Linked DNA regions of Xenopus tropicalis: region 1 is linked to region 2. A link is a contact called in public Hi-C data. All regions are on one chromosome and are shown on one strand. The core of a region is the stretch at or near the end of the contact, and the rest is flanking DNA. Distances in the headings are between cores, read along the strand shown. Region 1 holds the start of zfyve1l (zinc finger FYVE domain-containing protein 1). Region 2 holds the start of ppp1r14a (protein phosphatase 1 regulatory inhibitor subunit 14A).

The links. Hi-C and Micro-C count contacts between places; a contact is called where the count stands out from the background.
Region 1: a contact with region 2 is called in a Hi-C map of neurula embryo, with 3 times the contacts expected there. The contact joins the promoter of zfyve1l here to the promoter of ppp1r14a in region 2. A contact is called at or near these places in 2 of 5 Hi-C or Micro-C datasets (neurula embryo and tailbud embryo).

Annotation. Positions count from the first base shown.
Region 1 is chr8:77,381,837-77,384,598 of UCB_Xtro_10.0, reverse strand. It overlaps zfyve1l (zinc finger FYVE domain-containing protein 1), which reads left to right and starts at 1,400. Exons shown (of 11, transcript XM_012969576.3): 1 at 1,400-1,577. The coding sequence starts at 1,476.
Region 2 is chr8:77,209,753-77,212,860 of UCB_Xtro_10.0, reverse strand. It overlaps ppp1r14a (protein phosphatase 1 regulatory inhibitor subunit 14A), which reads left to right and starts at 1,398. Exons shown (of 4, transcript NM_001007955.2): 1 at 1,398-2,009. The coding sequence starts at 1,818.

The sequences.
Region 1 (2,762 bases), core at 151-2,650, 170 kb before region 2:
CGGGTGCACATGTAGCCAAAATACGCATAGAAACGAGAGACTTTGCATTCTCTTGCGTTTTTAGGCGGATTTCAGATACATGTGCCTGCACCCGAGCATATTCCATTCATTCGGGTGCGGGCACAGGTAGGAGCATATTGTGCGTATGGTGCATATTTTCAGCAAGCGTTTTTTGGCTTTCCGAAAATATACGCCATACGCATGGTGTGGCAGTAGCCTTACTAGCTCCAACCAAGAGGATCCCATTAAAATGGAGAAACATTTTGGAGGTATATGTTCCTTTGATAAAACATCCGTCAAAGAAAGCTATTTTTTCTCTCAATATCTCAGTATGTTTTTTAACCAAATTGGATCCGAGACCAGAAAATGTGCATTTTAGACAAATCTAAAGTGCTACATATTCAGTAAAAGAAAGATTCATGAGGTTCTATATTTAAGGAAACGTCAACCCCCAAAAATATTTTTTTGCCTAATAAAAGAAAACATAATTCTAAGCAACTTTCCAATTTGAATTTATTACAAATCTTTAGTGCTTTACAGGCATTTACAGTCATTTGCTTGTGTGTGAATAGTTAAATATATGCTTTATTCATATTTTTCATTCATTTATATCCTGTATATATAAAAACATTTTCTTTGATGTAACAGTACTGTTTTGTTGCAGTGTTTGCTACCATCTAAATATGTTTGATCATCTCTCAAAAGAGACAGGAGAAATGACAGGAATATCTAAACAGACATACAAGACCAGGGGTTACTGGCTAATTAAGACAATTACACTGGCTAACTATACAACTTTGCTTTTCAAAGGTGGTAAGCTCCATATTGAGACAGTGTACTGTGTGTGTGCTTGCCAAAATACAAACTGTTATGTGCCACCCCCTCTGAGACAGCCAGAATTGCTTTAAGGGTCCTGGTAAGCATCATCTACATACCCTAATAACTCCAGTACAAAGCCAAAGTTATACAAAACATTGGGGTCTTTATCAAAAATGGAAAGGTGCTGTAATGCAAAGGACAATTTATTTGTGTCTGTGCCAGGGCTGCCCAACATCATGGTGTAACACAGTAGAAGGCAAAATGTACCCAGATTTGTAGCCAGTCAAAAGCAACAACAAAGTAGCAACAAATATGCCTGAGTGGCCTTGGCCTGTCTGCCTGGTAGAATAATAGTGCAGATTCAGCACATGAACATTTCTCTCTTTGTTATTTCAACTGTATATGTTGTAGTGGCCAGCAGTATAGGAAATTCAATACCAATTACAATTACAAATGCTTTTACATTTTTTGAAATTTGCCTTTAATATCCAGAATGTTATATTTGGGTTTGCTACCCCTTTAAGGGGTGAGTGTGTTACACAGTTAGGCCACTAGATGTCACTACAGTTTCAGTCAGTTTTTCTTTTCATAAACAGCGAAACTGAAAGTACAGAGAATATTTATTGTTGTGGTGTGGGTGCCCTGGCTGTCAGGCTATGTCTGCTCAGCTGCACAGTGACCCCCTTACCTTGGGGAGCCTGCCGAATCGGGAAGAGGAGGGCAGCTTCCTGTTACTGGATGAAGATGAAAACCTTAAGGTAGTGGCAGTGGGAGGGAGAAATGGCAACCAGGAAGTGAACTTGGACACATGCAGTGCTTCAGCTTTCATTGTTTACAGGCAGTATGCGCACTGTATAATCTGTATATAAATGAGTATGCCAATATGCCATATACAGTTTGGAAGCGATAGCTACGTGTTCCCATGAATATGTCTGCACATACTGAGAGACTTGTTTGTGTACATGATGTGCACTGTGCCAGAGATCAGTGTAATGTGTAGTTTTCATATTTGTGTATATATCTCTGGTTGTGTGATGTAGTGTACCTGAGGTTTTTTGGGATTTTTTTGCTGTCTGTTTTGTGGCCCATCAGGGTGTATAATCCATATACTTACAATGCAGCAATAGACGTGAATATTTTATGTGTATATTCAATTAAACAGTGCTATTCCTATTTAGGAAATCACTTTTGACTGTAAAGGTTCTATTTTCCTGTCACACCATTTGTTAGAAGTGTGTGTGTGAGGGCAATAATACAGTGTTTGTGCGTTACAAGCTAGAGAGGTGGGCAGCACTAACTGGGGGGAGAGATAGGGTGATGGGCACATGGGGAGATTAGTCACCTGCAGTTAAATCTCTACTATCACGGGCGAATAGTCTCCCCGAAATGCCTCCCCACCAGCAATAAAGTGACTCGCCGGGGGTTAGGCATGCACTTTGTTTTTTTATTTTTAAGTTGCGTGAAGTTTGAACTTTAAAAAATTAAGCTGCTCTTATCGTATCCACCAGCTATTCACTTTAAAGTACTATCTCCAGTAATAACTTAATTTGTCAAACAGGATCCAAAGAGCTTCCATTTTGGCCTGCTCACCTACAGAACATTTCAATACACGTAATAGAATTTACCAATAGCCAACAGTAATAATACTCTGCCTATTAGGCAATACACTGGTGCATTATGGGCAGTACTTAAATAAGTGAAGCATATGTTGATAAATGAACTTGGGTATGCAGAGCTCTCTTGTCTAGTTAGTGCCAGTTATATCTGTTTGACATTGTTTACAATTTATCGTTATTGTATAGTGTGAAGGTCATCTTTAGGCACAGGCAGATGTTCTGTGGCAGTTTAAATGTTATAAAAAGATGTGCACAATATATTCGATTTACCTGGTACTTCATTCCTGATCATGTTCCAGAGCCACCATATATGCACAGAAATATATG
Region 2 (3,108 bases), core at 149-2,648:
TTTTCTTTATTATTGTATAAATATACAAGCAACTTAAAGTGTTGTGTCACTTTGTGCCACATGATGGTGCTAGATAACTTTATTGGTTGGTTTTATAGCATACAGTTATCTAACTGTCTGTGTGGTTAGACAAAGAATGGAGGGGCTGTGGGGACCAAACTGATGTGCAAGGGGCCCATTCATTAAAGCACAATTGACCACGAATGAGAAAAATTTGTATTTTTTCTAATTGTTAGAATTTTTCGTATTGACCACGATAATATTGTTAACATAGTACGACCTTTTAGTGGTTTTCGTTAAATTCCACGAAAAAGTTGTATTTTTCGCAAAGACTACGACCATTTCAGAATTCATTCGGTATCGTAACTTTCTTTTGGCCAGGTAGGAGCTGCCGAGTGCTTTTGAGTCCAAAATCATGCACTGAAGTTTCAAAGGCAGAAGGGTTTTTGCACTGTTTACAATCGTTCGGATGCGAAAATTTTGTGACTTGTAGATTTTCATATTCAGAGCATCCTCCGATTTGTTATTTTTAGGGCTTTATCCTACAATTTCAGCCTGAATGTTAGTTTTAGATCATTGCATTTAAATGTAGGATCGACATCCATTCGTCTGAAGAACACTAAAATCTGAATGTGTGTGGCAACCTTTAAAGGAGAAGGAAAGGGAAAGGCAAAGTCACTTGGGGGTGCCAAAATGTTAGGAATCCCCAAATGACTTAAATCGTCTACCTTGTACCCCGTGCTGGTGCCCCTGATCGGAGAGAACAGCACCAGCCCAGGGTAGCTGCCAGCGCTTCCTCCTTCCTGTCTCGCTGCTCGTGCATGTGCAGTAGAGTGAAAAGACGAACTTTAACAGAGAAGTCGGCTTTTCACTCTACTGCGCAAGCGCTCGCTGCAGATACCCTGGGCTGGTGTGGTTTTCTCCTAACAGGGGCACGAGGTAAGCGATTAAAGTCACTTGGGGGTGCCTAACATTTTGGGACCCCCAAGTGACTTTGCCTTTCGTTCTCCTTTAAGCCGGCCATACATGCACCGATATCTTACGAAACCTTGTTTGGTACAATATTTGGTGCGTGTATGGTAGATTTCAAAGGCTGCGGATATAGGTCGTCTTGTCAATCAGGGGGTTAAAATATTTTGATCAGGCACAGTTGAAGGTGCCAAGCAAAATCTAAGTTTAGGGCTGAATTAGCAGTAGAATCCTGCAACCAGTCGCAGGAAAGATTGTTATTGCCTTTTGGTTGATTGGTGCCCATGGGCACTCAGGGTTACTAGGCATCACTACTAGGTCAATAGATAAAGCTAAGGAGGGGGCGTGTCCCTCGGTAAATGGAGGGGGCGGGTATATTTTCACAAAGCCCTCTCTCCCTGCAGGCACATGTGCTGTTAGTGAGTAGGACAGGAGAAATACAGTGCAGTTTCCAGAAGCAATGACAAGGCACCTGCAAGGGCAGTAGGTTCTAGAAATCTGCCCCCCTTATCGCTGCAGCTGTTAGAACTAGCCACACGTGACATTGCGCTTCACAAAAACCGCTGGGGGCCTTAGCGCCTACAGGGATTGTCGGTGTTAGCGCTTGGGGTTTGAGGACTCTCCCCAGCTGATCCTGCTATCCCCACAACTGTTAAAGGACGCTCTTCAGTGCAGTTAATCTCCGCCGAGCGCTGGAGCGGTGCTACAGTTTGCATGGTATTTGGTGCTCCCCCGGAGTGGCTTGTATTGATTGGCTGAGCAGGCTGAGGCGCTTACCCGTGACTATCGCAGCCTGTGACTACCTCGCTAGTGAAGGGTCTCCGTCTCACTGTCCGGTAGTACCAGCAATGGCAGCCAATAAGGTCGGCAAAAGATTCCCAAATAAGCCTCATTCCCCATCCAAGACTAGAGACTCCAATCAAGGCATCCAGAGGCGACAGGCGCGGGTTACTGTCAAGTATGATCGCAAAGAGTTGCAGAAGCGGCTGGATGTGGAGAAGTGGATAGACGAGCAGATGGAGGAGCTGTACCTAGGGAGGGTGAGTGGGGCGTCCGGGCATGTGTAAGCCAAGAGACAGAGGAAAGGGGTAGCTCAGGGCCAGTGGGGACCCATCTGTATCCTTGGACAAAGCCCTCTGATGAACAGTATGGGGGGTTGGCATTGGAGCAAAAACAAAGGGAGATCTGCAGGAGGAGTGCCTATATGTAAGGGTTCAGGTTGTGGGGTACATGGTGGTTAAAGTTGAATGGGAGATGCCTGGCTAAGGCAAAGAAAGGCAAGAAGAAATAGAATATTATTGGGTGCATAGAGAAAAAAGGAGGGGGAAGCTAGTGTATGGGCACTGTGGATGGGATAAAGTTGGACAAAAAAGGTATATTATTAACATGTATTTATAAAGCCCCAACATATTCCAGAGCACTGTATGGGGAACAACCTAAAATTAACAAGAAAGACACTAGATGTTGGGTTAACGTGGGGATGGTAAATCTACAGCTACAAGGGTGGAGGTGCAAAAGAGAAAAACAGTCCTGGAATATATGGTGCACTGGCTAGGAAGTAAAGATGGGAACATGTTGTGTGAGGGCATTTTTAAAGTATCTAGTATAGAGTGAAATGATGGAAGGACACACTGTAGAAGTAATGGAGACTTTGGAGTGGGGGGGGGGTCAAGAATTTGTTCATTGGGTAGCAGTGGGTTTTTGTGAGAATCATGCACAAAGGATGGGGAAAGCTCAGAAAACTAAAAGCTGTACACCCTGTAAACTTTCATCTGCTTAACTGCCACATTCCTTAGAATTTTCTGGTGACTGTTCTTCTACAAAACCTTCTTGCTTGAACCCTTTAGTACCATATAGTACCCTTACATATTGTTGTTTGAATGGGACGCTTATCTAATTTATGCTAAACCTATCCAAATGCATGTCATCATTTATTCATATAGCACCAGTCTGTTAAACAGCACATAATAATAAATTATAAGAAATGGGGCTCTTACAATAATATTCGCAGACATGCTTTATAGAATAAAAATAGGTTCCTAAATTGCATTTATATGCTTATTTTAAATACATATACTTTTTTTTATTCTTTAATGTATTTTGAATGCACTTCAAGTACCTAAAAATGCAGCATAATGT